Linked DNA regions of Oryctolagus cuniculus: region 2 is linked to region 1. The links are chromatin contacts, called in public Micro-C maps. All regions are on one chromosome and are shown on one strand. The core of a region is the stretch at or near the end of the contact, and the rest is flanking DNA. Distances in the headings are between cores, read along the strand shown. Region 1 holds the start of MAFB (MAF bZIP transcription factor B). Region 2 has its middle 250 kb from the start of MAFB.

What was found. A called contact is a pair of places that touch in the nucleus more often than the background predicts.
Region 2: a contact with region 1 is called in a Micro-C map of ear pinna, with 2.5 times the contacts expected there. The contact joins the enhancer-like site here to the promoter of MAFB in region 1. A contact is called at or near these places in 2 of 6 Hi-C or Micro-C datasets (ear pinna and an unstated tissue).

What each region holds. Positions count from the first base shown.
Region 1 is chr11:18,254,866-18,262,514 of mOryCun1.1, reverse strand. MAFB (MAF bZIP transcription factor B) reads right to left here and starts at 4,111. Exons shown (of 1, transcript XM_008274435.4): 1 at 785-4,111. The coding sequence starts at 3,730. The coding sequence ends at 2,759.
Region 2 is chr11:18,505,312-18,512,960 of mOryCun1.1, reverse strand. No RefSeq gene overlaps it. Among named protein-coding and RNA genes, the nearest start is that of MAFB, 250 kb to the right of the region's middle. Within about 2 kb of position 3,335, at least 1 of the 8 cell types and tissues checked has an H3K27ac peak or open chromatin away from gene starts, as enhancers often do. A contact at or near this core is called in ear pinna, where this site is marked.

The DNA of each region.
Region 1 (7,649 bases), core at 2,862-5,361:
AGACCCAGATGAAGCTCCTGGTTCCTGTCTTAGGCCTGGCCCAGCCCTGGCCATTGCGGCCATTTAGGGAATGAACAAGCAGATGAAAGATTGATAACTCTCTCCCTCTCTCCCTGTAACTCTGCCTTTCAAATAAATAAGACAAATCTTATGGGGGAAAAAAAAGTCGGCACAAGGGGCTTCTTGTCTAGAGGATCCTGCACCCCAGGATCTGGCGCTGGGTTTCCCCTCCTTCTACCAGCCTCGGGCGGAGGACGATGGGCCTCCACTCAAAGCAGGTGAACAGGCACTGGGCAGCTGTGGTTGCTTCCAGAGAGAAGCCCCTGGGCAGGTGAAAGTCAGGAGACCTGAAGCCCAGGCAGGAGGGCAAGGGCGGCTACTCAGCTGCGCCTGAGCACCACAAAGACCCTGCCTGTCCATCCAGAGGGCAGCTCCCGAACAGGCGGCACAGCAGGTCAGTCCATGCAGCCACGCCTGAAAGCCAAGTGGTGCCAGCCCCGTGTGGCCAGGGACTCCAAGGCCTTTTGGACCCACAGCCTCTCGGCTTACAAACCGACTCAGGACCGGGGTCTGTACCTAGGGTGGAAGCAGAAAACACATTTGAGGCTCACGCGCACACACGCTCACTCACACACTCCAGGGAGAGCTCTGCCTGCCCTTGGTTTGCTTTTCCATTGGTCAGGGACGTGAGAGTTCCCCAAAGTTGGTGCAACTCTTGAAGAAACAAGAGAAGAAAGTCGAAGTCACGAGAACGCAGTCTTCTAAATAAACACCATTTCCATGGTTTTAATAAGCAAAATAGGAAACCATTTTAATAACCAAAAAACAGAAACCAGTCTGAATAAAACTACAATAGACTAGGTTTTAATATTTTCATATCATAAGCAGGGTTTGAAATTGATCCCTTATTTTACATGAAATAAAAACAATTTCTGTTGCAATAAATTTGATTTCAACACAGTTGAATCTGTAAAAACCGAAGCTCGTTTCTGATGCAGGACGAATATCCACAATATTTAAAACTGCAAGCACCATGCGGTTCATACAATCTTGTTATTACTGTTAATTTATCAACTAATACAAACTCAAAAATGCATCTGGCCAGCAGCGCCAGCAATTTCAAATGGGAACTTAAAAATACGTTTTCATTTTGGTATTTTTTTTTGTCAGTGCAACTTAAATCCTTTTTACTGACCTGCAGGAAAAAAAAAAAGTAATAATAAAGAAAAACACCCAAATCTTCCCTACAGCTACTATACAACCAAGGGGGGGGGGGGCACCACTCTTCCTCCTATCTCAAAGGCAGGGAAAGAAACACAGACCGTGTGGGTCTAAAGAACGCACTTGAAAGTTGCAAACTTACTTGCAGCGCTTGGGCTTCTGGTACATTCTGCGGGTGGCGGTTGGTTCTCTACAAGCTCTGGGCACTAGGAGCCAGTGTGGAGGATGGCAAAGCCACTCAGCCTAGGAGCTACCCCTGGGATTAGCACGGGCCTAGAGGTTCCCAAAGGGACCCTGGGGTGACTGTGCTCATCATAAAAACCGGAGAAGATCCATTTTCCTTCCCTTTCCTTATCAGGGGCTAGTCTGTTTGGCCGCGAGACAGGTGGGGAGCGGGGTGCAGAAACCCCGCAGAAGTGCGCGGCTGCCCTGGCTCTCCCGGGCTGAGACCTCCGCTCTCCCCTTCTCTCAACACCAACAAAGTTGAGGACAAAAGCAGAAAAGGGGCAAGAGCTCAAAAGGGCACAGAGGAAGGGGAGAAAACATGCAACTTCCAAGGGCGCCTCAAGACACCGCTGTGATGCAAATACAAGGAACTTTTTTTTCTTTTCCTTTTTTGTTTGTTTACAAATTTAAAAAAAAAAGCCATCATAATAAACCCAAACAAAGACACCCAGCTTGCTGCCGCGTTCCGTGCGCGGTTTGGTGGGACAGGTATTTACAAGCCGACCGCCGAGACTGGAACCCCGGCCCGCAGCTGCCACAGTTTCCGAGCTGGGATCCCTTCTCACCCAAAGAAACCAGGGGGTCATGATCCATGATCAACAACATGCTAAAGTTAAACAAGAAAAAATGGTACAAAATAGAAATTATTACCATACATGTCCAGCATGCAGGATTAATATTTTTAATGCAGATTTTCGTATTTTTTTTCTATATAATCAAGCAGGCAATAAAACTGATGAGATTTGCGCGCCGAACGTCCTAACAGAGGCCGGCGTCTCAGGGCTGAGAGCCAGTGTTCCCGGACTCCGGACACACGGATCCGTCCATCCTCCTCGCTTTCGCTGAGCCTCGCCCGGCGCCTGCTGGGACGCCAGGGTCCCTCTCTCCTCTCTGCTCGCCGCTGTCTTCCTGGGGCGGAGTGCGCTCCGGACCGCCAAGCGGCGGCTCAGGCTTAGTGCGCAAAGTTCAGGACGCCAGGCGTCTCCCGCGGCCTGGGCGACTCCTCCGCACTACGCCTTGCGGTCCTCCAGGATGGAGGAAAGTTGCTCCGGGACCTCCCACCCCCTTTGTCTCTCTGGCTCTGCCCGAGTCTAGGAGGCGGCGCTGGCGTGCGCTACTCTCGCCCTCGCCAAGGTCCCCTGCTCGCCCGCACTCCCGCCCGTCGCCCGCGCGCCCTTCCTCCCTCTCGCTCGAGTCAAACAGGTCAAGGCTGGGGCCGCGGCAGGGACAGGGTCCGGGGGAGTCCAGGGCCGGGGACACGGAACGGGGAGTCCGGGCCAGGGCAAGGGCGGGGGCCGGGACCGGCCACGACTCACAGAAAGAACTCGGGAGAGGAGGGGCTGTCGCTGGTGGAGCCCGCCTCCCTGAAGCCGGAGTTGGCGAGTTTCTCGCACTTGACCTTGTAGGCGTCTCTCTCGCGGGCCAGCCGGGACACCTCCTGCTTAAGCTGCTCCACCTGCTGAATGAGCTGTGTCTTCTCATTCTCCAGGTGGTGTTTCTGCTGGACGCGTTTATACCTGCACGACTGGGCGTAGCCCCGGTTCTTCAGGGTCCGCCGCTTCTGCTTCAGGCGGATCACCTCGTCCTTGGTGAAGCCTCGCAGGTGGCGGTTCAGCTCGCGCACGGACATGGACACGAGCTGGTCGTCGGAGAAGCGGTCCTCCACGCTGCCGCTGCTGCCAGCCGCCGTCGCCGCCGTCGCCGCGTGCGGCCCGGGCCCGGGGTGGCTGGTGGGCAGCTGTTGCGCGGGGCTGGTGGCGCTGGACGGCGGCGGCGACGCTTGGTGATGGTGGTGATGATGCGGGTGCGCGTGCGGGCCCAGGTCGTCGTGGGCCACGCCGGCGCCGGGGTACGCGTGGTGCGGGTGAGGGTGGTGGTGATGGTGGTGGTGGTGCGCGCCACGGAACCCGTCGAAGCTCTGCAGCGGCTGTGGCACTGGGTGCGAGCCGATCAGCGCCTCCACCGCGTCCTCGGGCGTCAGGTTGAGCGCCTCGGGGTTCATCTGCTGGTAGTTGCTCGCCATCCAGTACAGGTCCTCCAGGTGGGTCTTCTGTTCGGTGGGGCTGAAGCTGGGCGAGGAGGGCACCGAGCTGCACGGCGTGCTGAGCGGTGTGGACGACACCGAGCCGGCTGGCTGCAGGCGCGTGCAGGGCCGGCCCGGACGCTCCGCGCGCCCCAGCGGCTCCTTCTTCACGTCGAACTTAAGCAGGTCGAAGTCGTTGACGTACTCCATGGCCAGCGGGCTGGTGGGCAGCTCTGGCCCCATGCTCAGCTCCGCGGCCATCGCTGACGCGAGGCGCAGTCGCCGCTGCCGCCCGGGAAACTTTGCGGCCGGCCGGGGCGCGCCGAGCCAAGCGCGGGGGCGAAGCGCGGCGAGCCGGAGAGGCCGGGAGCCGAGGGCGCAGCGGGCTGGGGCCGCTGGCCAAGCCTTTGTCTGGGGACGCGGCGGCGAGCCGGAGAGTCCCAGAGCTGCCTGCGCTGCCCCAGAGCTCGAGGCTGTAGCTGCGCTGGGACCGAGCCGAGGCAGTCGTGCAGGGCGCAGAGGCAAGCGGGGCGCGTAATGGGGCGGAGGGGAGGCGCGGGGCGAGCGCCCGCCACTCGCTCCCTAGCTCTCTCGCTCTGGGGTCCTCTCGCTCGCAGCCGCTCGCAGCCCGGCTGTGCAGCTGTGCTGGATCCGGCGCCGCCGCCGCCTTTTATCGCCTCCCTGAGTCACCGGGGCGCGGGGGCCCGGGCGGCCCGGCGCGCTGGCCAATGGCTGCTCGGCCCCCGCGGCCCGCACTGGGCGGGGCGCGCCTGACAGCTCCCCCGCCCCCCGCGTCAGCTGACTGGCGGCCGGAGCAGCCCCGGAGCCGGCGAGGCCTGGCGGAGGGTTGGAGCCGAGCGGGACGGCTGGCCCGGCCCAACCCCCCACACCCGCCAGGTCCCGGCCCCGCACTCTCGTCTTCGGAGCGCGCCCTACCTCCTAGCCAAGACGACGCTTCCACTCCCCCGCGCGCTCTCCTCCCTCCACACCCTTTGCTCCACCCTCCAACCCCCCACCCCCAGCCCGTGTCACCCCCTAGGAGGCTCAGAATGAGCGCCGGGACGACGCCTCCCGGGCCCTTTGTTCCCAAGCGGCCCCCGCCCAGTGGGCGACGCTCCGTGTCCTCGCAGCCGCGGGGCCGAGCGACGGTGTGCGGTGCGCGCCTGTGTGTCTGGAGGTCGGCACGTATCTGTGTGTTGGAGGCAGGGTTGGGGCTCAGCGAGTTGAGTACAGACCCAACTCTTAGCCTCCTGGGATCGTTCGGAGACTAAGAGGGGGCCGATCCCCTCCCGCGGGGTGGCCGAGCCCTGACTCCGCTGGCCCCGCCGCTCCCCGCGCTCACCCCACCCGCAAATGCTCACCGAGAAGGCACCGGGGGAAAGAATCGGCCCGAAGGCCCTGAATCCCCGTCCCCAGCCAGACGCACGCAACCTTGAGCGCTCCGAGCCTGGGGCCGAGGCCAGCCCGGGACGGGGCTCCAGTGGCTCTCTCTCGGCTTCTGGGGAACCGGCCCTGTTTTTGTTTGAACGTTTTGTAACCATTAAGCAGATCACGGAGTCTGCCCGCCGCGGAGAGGCTCAAACAGGCATAAAGTGCGACCCCAAGTGGCCACTGTGCGCAAAAGCGACGCGAGGCGCTCCTGCCCACTGCCCGGAGGCTTGGACCGCGCCTCGGACCCGGCCAGGTCTCCGAACCCGGGCCAACTCTAGCCAGCCCGGAACACAGGCGTGTGTGCGTCGGGGCCTACCACAGGTTCCCCTTGAGCCATACGCAGGTCCTCCGGTCCTATCTTCAGACTCAGCCGCGAGTCCTGCGCCAGTCGCCCCGATGAAATTCCATGCCCGAGCCTTCGAGAGTGGCCGTCGTCCTGGGCTGGGGACGGGCGGGTGGCCGATATTGGAAACACCACGGTGAGGAGGACCAGGACTGTCCGGTGAGAAACCTCCCTGGAGCGCAGACTGGGAGACGGGAGCGCAGCGCTGTAGGCGTCCAAACGGGGCTCTCCCGCGAAGCGCACCCTCCCCACCCCAGGACGGGATGACCAGAAATCTGGGGTCTTTCCGGAGGCTCTGGCGGGGGCACCGAAACCGGATACGTGGCGAATTCGCTGGACCCGGAGACCCGACCCGCCTCCCGCGTCGCCTATTTCTCCAGCTTGGGGAGCACGAGGGAAAGGCCAGCGAAGCTTGCGCTGGGTGAGTGCGTGCGTCCCGACCGCTGGCTGCACCGGGCCAGCACGACCGACCGACGCCGCGCAGGGAGGTCTAGGGGCCCACCCTGATGCGGACGCGGCCAGATTTTTTTTTTTTTTTGAAGTGTTATAAGATAAAATATTTGCCTCCAATTAATCTGAAAACCCTCTATTCTCTGGCGCCCTCGGGAAGGCTGTACTTGGGCGTGCGCTTGGGTCGCTTATTTTTAATGAAATCAGTGCGCTCTAACTAAATCTTCAACTTTAAGGTCCCGATCAGCTATTGTAATGCTGGGAAAACCCGTCTGCAACCCTCTGGGAGAAGCGCGTTCCCGCAGAAAGGGGGAGAAAGCCCGGGGCGTGCAGCTGCCCTGCTCCTGTCCGCTGCTGGACCCTAGGGACTTGCATTGGCCCTGTAAGTGTCCCCGTCGCGTTTGCACGCGGTGACCGCGGCCCAGTGAGGGATCATTTTCGATGCCACCCCGGCCTGGTTCCCTTGGGTCTGGGCAAGCTTTGGCTTGGGCCTCCAGGGTCCGGGCCCGAACGAACACACTGCGGTCGGAGGCATCCACTGAGCCGGAGCCGCAGCTCCCTCCCTGCGGGCCGGACAGTAGAAGACCGCGCAGCTGGCAGACTGCGCCCAGCGCTGCGGCCCTCTGCGAGCGCCAAAGTGGGCAGGCCGGGCTGTGCACCCCACACTCCGCGTGCCCCCTTTGGATCTGCCTGACCCTCGCCGTCGCAAGAGGGTTTTGCCTTCGAGACTCCGCGGTTCCAAATCTCGCGTTCTTCTTCGCGTCTCTGCCGCCGTCGCAAGCAGGGTCTCCGGCATTCAGGCTTTGTCTGGGCAGTCTTCCTCCTCTTTGTCCCCGTACCTCTGCCTCGGTCGCAGTCACCCCCTTCCCATGGGCTTTGAGCTGAGATATCTGCACCCATCCCTAAATTCACCTCGCGCCAAAAGCCGCTCTGTTGCGGCTCTCCCAGCCTAAGTCCCTTCCTCCTCTCCCCACTCTCCAATTCCCCTCCAGAACAAAGTGGGAAACAGCCTGACCCCCTGCCAGTGGCCAAGACACGCAGGCTGCCCGGAGTGAAGGCCTTGAAGGCCGCAGCCAACCCCGCTTCGTGGCCGAGCGCCCCTTCCTCCGCGGCGTCGTGTAGCTCCAGGCCTGGTAGCCTCTGGCTTCCACTGCCACCGCGGGCTCTGGCTCTGTGTGCCTGGCTCCCGGCCTGGCCACGCGGCAGTACCTGGGGGCTGCTCCCCATCCTTAGAAGATAGGCGGGGCCGGAGATGCTGTGTGCCCATTACCTCGGAGTCCCGCGCCCTGCAAGAAAGGTAGGGACGGCAGGAGATTTGGGGGCGGCGGTGGGGAGGCAGGGTCTCAAGCCTCCTGGAAGGAAAGCCCTCCCCCCCCCCCCCCCCCCGCTACCGAGCAGCACGGTGTCGCTTGCCATCAAAACTCCAGTGTGAAGTTGTAACCCGAGAGCGACGCCCTCTCCCTACCCACCCGAGTTGGGCCGGAGCCTCTACGGTCCCAGACGCGCCACTTCGGGATTCTTTGGCGGTGATGAAGGAGGTCTGCGCGGGCAAGCCGCCATGTAGCCTTCTAGGCGCGGGGCCTTGGGATGCGGGGTTATTCCCTAAGGGAAGAAGCCCATTGCCCGCTGCAGAGCGCGAGGCTCTCCGCGCTGCCCCCGCCCGCCTCCGTCAGCCAACGGGAGAACTGGAGCGAGTCCGGGCGCCGCGCCCTCCCGTGCGCCTCCAGCCCGGTGCTGCGCTCCTGGCCTCGGCGTTCAGCCCGAAGGTGCGCGGGGTTCGCCCGTGGTTTTCCGGAGGGTTGCAGGTGTTTGGCGAGAGCGAAGGCGCTTCTGTGCGCCGGTGGATGCGACTGGAGGCATGCGGGAGTGGTGTGTGTGTATGTGGGTGTCCGCGCGCGCGCTTGTGTTGGGTGGGGAGCCGCAGCACGCGGGACGCGGGAGCCGGAAACTCAGGTT
Region 2 (7,649 bases), core at 2,086-4,585, 250 kb before region 1:
CCTTTTCAGGAAGCCCAAGTTTGAGTCCTGGCTCCACTTCCACCTACAACTTCTTACTAACGTGCACCCTGGGATACACCAGGTGATGATGCAAATACCTAAGTCCCTGTAATCCACGTGGGAGGCCCAGATTGAGTTATGAGCTCCCGGAATCAACTTGAACCAGCTGGGGCTATAACAGGCATTTCACACAGGGGAGTGAACCAACCGATGGAAAATTCATATTCATACTCTCTCTCTCTCTCTCTCACTCTTTCTCTCCCTCCCCCCCCCTCAAAATTTTAAAAATTTAAATAAATGGCAGACATGTTTTTACCTCAGCCATTAAAACCTCCAGGATTTTTCCCTTTGAAGAACTTGGACGATTAAGTAAATAAAACACATTTACTCCAGCTTATTCAACATAGCAAAAAACAGAAGACAACTTAAATTTCCAAGAAAAAAAACAGGACAGCCAAATCATTTGTGGTTCATTCAAGCTGGTAAATTCTATGAACTTGTTAAAAAGAACCAAGCTGAGTTATATGGGCTGATTTGGAAGGATGTGCACACTATACTGTTAAGGACAAAAACAAAGTTATAAAATGTGATAGCATGACCCCAGTTTTGGCATTAACCAAGAGAGGACTGAAGAGAACTACCTGGATTACACATTGTTTCTGCCCATCATTGTCCCCTGGGCAGAAGGGGAGAGGAAATACAAGCAGCCAGGAAAGATTTTCTTTCACATTTTACTTTGCACCTTGCTATACAATCAGCATATTTCCACAAACACGTACTTCTTTGGAAAATGAAAGATATATATATATATATGCATATATATATATATGTATACACACACACACACACACACATAATATAAAATCCTTAAAGGTCCCCCTGTCAAAGCATTAGCATAGACAGTTGATGCTGAAAATTCAAGAATCAAGACTCAGAGAACATGGGAGACTGTTCCCCAAGATGTGAAAGGAGATGGTACAGGGGGAAGAGGCAGGGAGACCTCGAGTTCAAAGGAGCTTGCAGGGAAGACTCTTCCACGTTTGTGCAACGCCGCAGCACGGAGACCACACCCCAGGAGCTAACTAAGATCAAAATGAGAGCAGTAGGTGGGCCCTTGTGAGGATCGCTCAGGATGACTGGTCCCCTAGGACCCAGCATCTGACCACTGCTTATAGCTATCATCCCTGTATCTGGCACCCTGCTGGAGCCAAGCCTTGCCCTTGCTCCTGTGACCTGGGGGAAGCCTCCATCAGAAATAAGTCTTGGATGAATGTGTTGGGAGAGAAGGGACCTCAAACTTATCCTTGAGCCTGCCCCAGTGCTGTCCGGGTCCTGGGAAAGGGGCAGGGCAGGGAGCTTGAGAATGAGTGGGATATTGGTCCCATTTTTCGTCTTGATTTGGGGGCTAGTTCCATGGGTATCTCCACATTGAGAAAATTCAGCAGCAGCGATGCACTTGAGATATGTGCATGCATGTATATTACAATCAACAAAAATTATTTATAAAACAAAATATGATCTGCATCAGCTTTTATTAAAAAGCCACAAAGGATAAGAAGGAAGGATCCTCTGGGCTTGTTGTTCACTGTGCCTAGGCATCCCAGCATCCACCTCAGCATCAGCGGAAGCCACGGTGATGGTGGTACCCCACGCCATGCTTGTAAATACCCAAGCCCAGTTACAGGTGCAGCTGGAGCTACAGATACAAACAAACTTATATGTCTGGGAATTTAATTCATATATTTCATGTTCGCCTGAAAATGTCTGAATGGTCACACAGTAAACACAGGACCCTGGGAACCATTTTTACATTTTATTTCAATTATGTCCTCTCATTTGATTATGTCTACAACAAACATATTTTTGAAATTACTTTAGAGTGTTTCAAGGGCTTTTCTCCTGCTTGTTGATAAAACCTTACGCATCCCTGAAGGTGCCATCTTTTGCCCGTGATGGTTGTTCTGACACCTTGTTAGAGATTTGTTTCAAGCCTTGTCTTCTCGCACAGACCTCTTGTCCTGGCTTCACATGGAGTGAAGTACAAAGACCCCTGGGCCCCTTCCCAGACTTGCCGAAGTAGAATATTTAGGACCCACACTTCCATGTTGTAAGCCAGTTCTGTTGCTTGCTGTACTTTGATCACCTTTGGGTTAAGTGTGAGCTTCTCTCGTTTCTAAGTACCACAGCCTCTTTCTTGCATTCGTTATGTGGCCTAGGTTTTATCCAATCCCATGTCTGCCTCCTCCACTAGACTGTGAGCCCTGGAGAGCAGGGACAGTGCCCAGTTCAACAGAAGACCTGTGATGTGAGGCATCAGAACCTCAATCATCACACAACCATTGGATTCCCAAGAATGAGACTTACATGGTGGACCCAGAGCAGACTCATCACTGGGCTTAGTTCTAAGGTGTCTAATCTCTGGGTGGAGACAGCCATGCATGGCCAGACAATGGGGAAACCCCAGAGCCAGTGGAACCAGCTTAGGAGGAGGAGTGACCCAGTAACCCGGATTATACTGTTCTGTTTCATGAGTTGAGTTCCCTGTCCATTAAGCTTAAAGGAACCATAAATCACAATCTATATGGTAAGCAAGATTGAGGACCCCTAAGACCAGCAAGTCCGAACTCCCCTCATAGCAGAGTTGGGACAAGCCTGTGCTGTGGAGCTAGGGACCTCGGTTCAGTTCCTCATTCAACTTGTAACTACGTGGTTCGGGGCTGTCTCCTTTTTGAGCCTCAGCTGCCCCATTTGTGCATGGAGAAAAAAGCACTCAAATCAAAAGATGTTATGTTGCATTAGATACTCAAGGCAACAAGTGTTTGTGAAATGCCTGCTGTGAGTCCAGCACTGTTCCTTGTGCTCAGGACACAGCAGTAAGCAAAACAAGCTTAAACCTGTTCTCCATGGAGTTATGGGTATAAGGCTGAGCCCCTTGCACAAGGTGCCTGCTGCAGATAGTCAAAGGAGATTCCACCCACAGACCTGGCTGGCCTGAAGAGGAGTCCTGAAACTGACTAGCAGCGGCTGGATCCCAGAGGAAGTTAGCAGAAGTTCCCACTAGGTCCTGGCAGTAACTGAGGATCATTCTCCATAAATGGCCACTAACCAGGAGCCTTCAAACATTGCAGCTCTGTTCTGCTCAACTCACTCAGGCAGAGCACAGAGACAGTGCCTCTTAGGGCCCTGAAGCCCAAAGAAACGGGAGCTGTGTAAACAAACCTCCCGGGAGGAAGGGAGCCAAAATGTGTCCCCAGCCACCACCGCGCGGCCTCAGCAGACTCCCCTGGCTCCACTTCTTGGAAATAAGTAGCTCCCTTTCGCCAGAAGAAAATAACCTTAAACAGGAAAGGGCTTCATGATTCAGTGGGTAACTCGGGGCCCTTGAGGTGTGCCGAGCAGCTCTGCAGCTGTCCGCAGCCGCTTTCCTGCACCCCGGCGCGGGGGAAGAAGCGGGCTTCCTGGAAGTGAGCGTGGCTTGCAGCTGTGTGTTTGCATCTGTTGCCCTGGGATCTCCACGTGACCCATGTGCCTCTCAATAGCGTGTGTGTGCATGTGTGTGTGTGTGTGTCTGTGAGTGCCCGTGTGTAAGTGAGTGCTCCCACATGGGATTCTGGGGACAGGTGCCCACGTGTGGTTTTCCCTGAGGACCTCAGATTGCAGCTTCCACTTGCATTGCTATGCCTGTGTGTGTGTGTGTGTGTGTGTGATGCATATTTTATTTGTGTGTGTCTATGTGTGAGTGGGTAAATGGGCATACTTGATTGCTGAACAGGGAGAGGAAAAGGGAGGAAAAGGACAACAAGGAAAAAGTTCAGAGTCTGCCAGGAAAATGGGGAGCGTGTGCTGAGCAGGGATTCGAAGAGCTGTTGGGAGAGACATAGAGCCACAGACTCCAGAAGGGACCTCTCCTGGTTGCAGGGACCTCAGGGAATAAGGCGGCATTCAAAAGTCCAGCAGATGGGGCCAGCGCTGTGACGTAGCGGGAAAATCCACCACCTGCGATGCTGACATCCCATAAGGGCCCCAGCTCAAGTCCCACTGCTCCACTTCTGATCCAGCTCTCTGCTATGGCCTGGGAAAGCAGAAAATGGCCCAAGTCCTTGGGCAACTGCACCCGCTTGGGAGACCCAGAAGAACCTCCTGGCTCCTGCTTTGGATCAGCCCAGCTCCGGCCGTTGCAGCCAATTAGGAAGCAAACCAGCAGATGAAAGGTTTCTCTCTCTCTCTCTAATTCTTTCAAATAAATAAGTAAATCTTTTTTAAAAAAAGAAAGAGTCCAGCAAAATCTCCAGGGAAGTGGGGGAGCTGGCCATCAAGTCCCACACATCCTCATAAAGGGGCCTCATGAGGCTACCTCTTAGACCCACGCTATAGGATTAAGACTCCAGAAGGGGGGATATAATTTGTGGGCACTGACCAAGGGACCTTGGGAGCAGCCCACCCACCACGACCTCCGGTTCCTCCTCAGCCAGGGAACAGGGAAGTGATGTGGATGACACTGTACATCCTCCAATACCATCGGGCCTACCCCAGGGAGCTGGGCCCAGGCTGGACAAAAGAGAATGAGTGATTCACAGTGGGAGTACAGTGCTGGAGGCGCTGATGGAGGTTAAGCAGACAAGGGGAGGGGGAGCACCTCTTGGGAATGGAGGCATTAAGGACAGTGAAAGGGCCAGCTCTTGCCAGTGGAAAGAGGACAGTGAGGTGAGCGCAAACACCCACCACGAGACCCTGAAGGACCCTCCCCTGCAGGGAAGCCAGGCCTGCAAGGTTTGGGGAAAAAATATCAAAGAAAATTTGGTCCATTCTGATAGTGGCAGCTGTCCTGAGCTTGCCCCCAAGTTGGCAGGGCCTGGCAAAGCAGTCTACAAGGACAGTGACCTAGACACCACTGCTTCTGTCCTGGAGGCTAAACAGCCCTGTGCTGTGACCTCTACTTCCTTTCAGTCTCTTCCGAAATCTTCCTGGATGTCCAGTGGTCATCCTGACCAAGCACACAGGGCTTCGAGAGTAGGATCAGTGTGCTCTGCCTTCCCGCTCCAAGTTCAATGCCTACACATGAGATGACCTTGAGACCTTGTTCTGGTATTTTCTTAGGGACTCAGCCTCAGTGTCTATTTCTAGTGGGAAAGGCAAAGGGGCTCAAGCCTCAAGCTGAATTTTTGGAAAGTTTAGAATAACTATAGTCCAAAACAACCTAGTATATATTTCAAAATAATACAGAGCAGAGCTTGGATTTTCCAACACAGAGAAATGGTAAATGTTTGAGGAGATGGGGATACTAATTATCCCAATCCAATTTGAGCATCACACATTATATGTGTGTATCAAATTACCATGTTGTGTCCCATAAATATGTACAAATATTGTGTGTCAATTAAAAATAAGACAAGGAAGCAGGCATTTAGCCCAGCAGTTAAAACATCTATGTTCCACATCAGAGTCCTTGGGTTTGAGCTTCAGCTTCCGACTCCAGCCTCTGGCTAATGTAGACACTGCGGCAGTAGTGATGCTGGACCCCTGCCACCAACTTAAGAGACTTGGATTGAGTTCCCAGCCCCCAGCTTTGGCTGTAGTCCAGCCCCAACCTTTGTGGGCATTCAGGAGTGAACCAACAGATGAGAGCTCTGTGTGTGTTGTGTGTGTGTGTGTCCCTCTGCATCTTACAATTTAAAAATATATTTTTCAATTTAAAAAAATAAAATAAAAATTTAACTTAACAAAGCTCTATATATCCTTCCACCCCCAGAAAGAAGTGCAGCAAGAATGAGGTTGGGACGGAGACCCTGGCTTCTCCGAGAACACACTCAGAGGATACTAACGAGAAGCTGCCAGCTGCAATTCGGGCTGGTCCTTCACCTGCTGCTCAGCCCTCCCAGGAATCCTCTGTTCCATCCACAGGCAAGGCACCCTTTCTCTCTTCTGTCCAAAGGATGCTTTAGGGCCCTGGGAAGCGCTCCGTGCGTCTGCCTAGGATTCAGAACTCAAATAGAAATGGAACTCAGGCCTGGGCCTTACATGGCCCCAAGCTTTATCCCTGTGTGTGAGTCCCTTCAGAGACAGCCTGAAGCTAGGGACATGGTCATTTCACTCTCATGGAATACCAAATACTGTCATCAGGGAGAGAGAGAGCGAGAGAGAGAGCGCTCTGTGCCCTGGCACTAAGACCAGTGAAGGGTAGTGAGCATGAATTATGTATTACACAAGCAATAGAGATAAGAGTGGAACGGGGAAAATCATAACCCTATTAATAATGGAAGTGCAGTTTGTAAACTCTCCACCAGGAATAATTTGCATTGCAATATAAACAGGGAGTATAACACAGAGCAGCCGGCAATGGTGCTTCAGTAAAATGTAAAAGCCACCATTTCAAACATTAAAAGTCATGATTAAATTATAAGAATTTGTTCAGCAGAATGTACAGGGAAAGGATATGTGCTCTGCCTCTATCTGAGCCCAGGGTCAACCCTTCCTCCTCACGTCTGCCAGGAGCGTGGACCAAGGACTTGGGTCCTTGAGACCTTGGTGGCTACGATTCTGTTTTGTCGTTACTGTTGAGTGCTTTCGATGCACATCATTCTAAGCATGTCCCATGCAATAACTCATTTAATTATTGAAGCAGCACTACGAGAGAGGTACCATAGCATCTCTGTTTCATAAAGAAAACTGAAGCACACAGCTGACTCCTCTCATGCTGCAGAGTTGCAGGAGCTGCAGTGCAAACCTGGGCAGGCTGAGCACTGAGCCCGCTGTGCTCTGAACACAGTGATTGGCAGCTCTTTCACATGCCTCCCAAACAGGGGCTGCTGGAACAGAATCTTGGAGCCATCCATTAAAAAAATGATTTGGTAACATGCTAGAGTTGGATCAACTTTTCATAAAGTTGTCCTCTATGTCTAGGAATCTCTTCTGAAAAAAACTTAATATGATGACTTTTGATATCCGTTGAAGTAGAATCACAATAATGTTATAGTTATGTATAAAAGTTTGGGTACAAAGATGGGCTTTATTATCAAATTATCATGTGAAAAGATTGGGAACCCAAATGTGCCCAACACTCATCAAATGGTTAAATGAACAGTGAAGTCTTATGCATTCCAAAGGGGAGCAGGGTGGGTGACTGGCCTAGTGGTTAGGACATCGGTCAGGATGCCCACATTCCACGTTTGACTCCAAGTTCTGGCTCCTGATTCCAGTTTCCTGCTAATGTGGACCTTGGGAGGCAAAAGTGATGGCTCAGGTAGATGGGTTCATGTTGCCATGGGGGAGACCTGGCTGAAGTTCCTGGCTCCTGAGTTTGGCCTCAGCCCAACTCCAGTCATGGTGGCCGTTTTGGGAGTGGATCAGCGGATAGGAGGTCTCTGACTCTGTCTCTCTGACTCTCTGGCTCTCATATAACTTTTTTAATGAATTGTTTAAATGGGGTGGCTGTTGATAAAGAAATGCAATAGCATGAAAAATACGCCTGTTAAAAAAGCAAGCAAGACATAAAAGGATAGGGCCAACATAAACTCTACTAGGTAAAACAATACACAGACAACGTGCACGTGCGCTTATAAGGCTAATAAATCTGTCAAAAGTATGGGCATTTCTTTTAATATATTCTGCATTTTCTAAGCATGCATTACTTTTATAATAGAGAATTATTT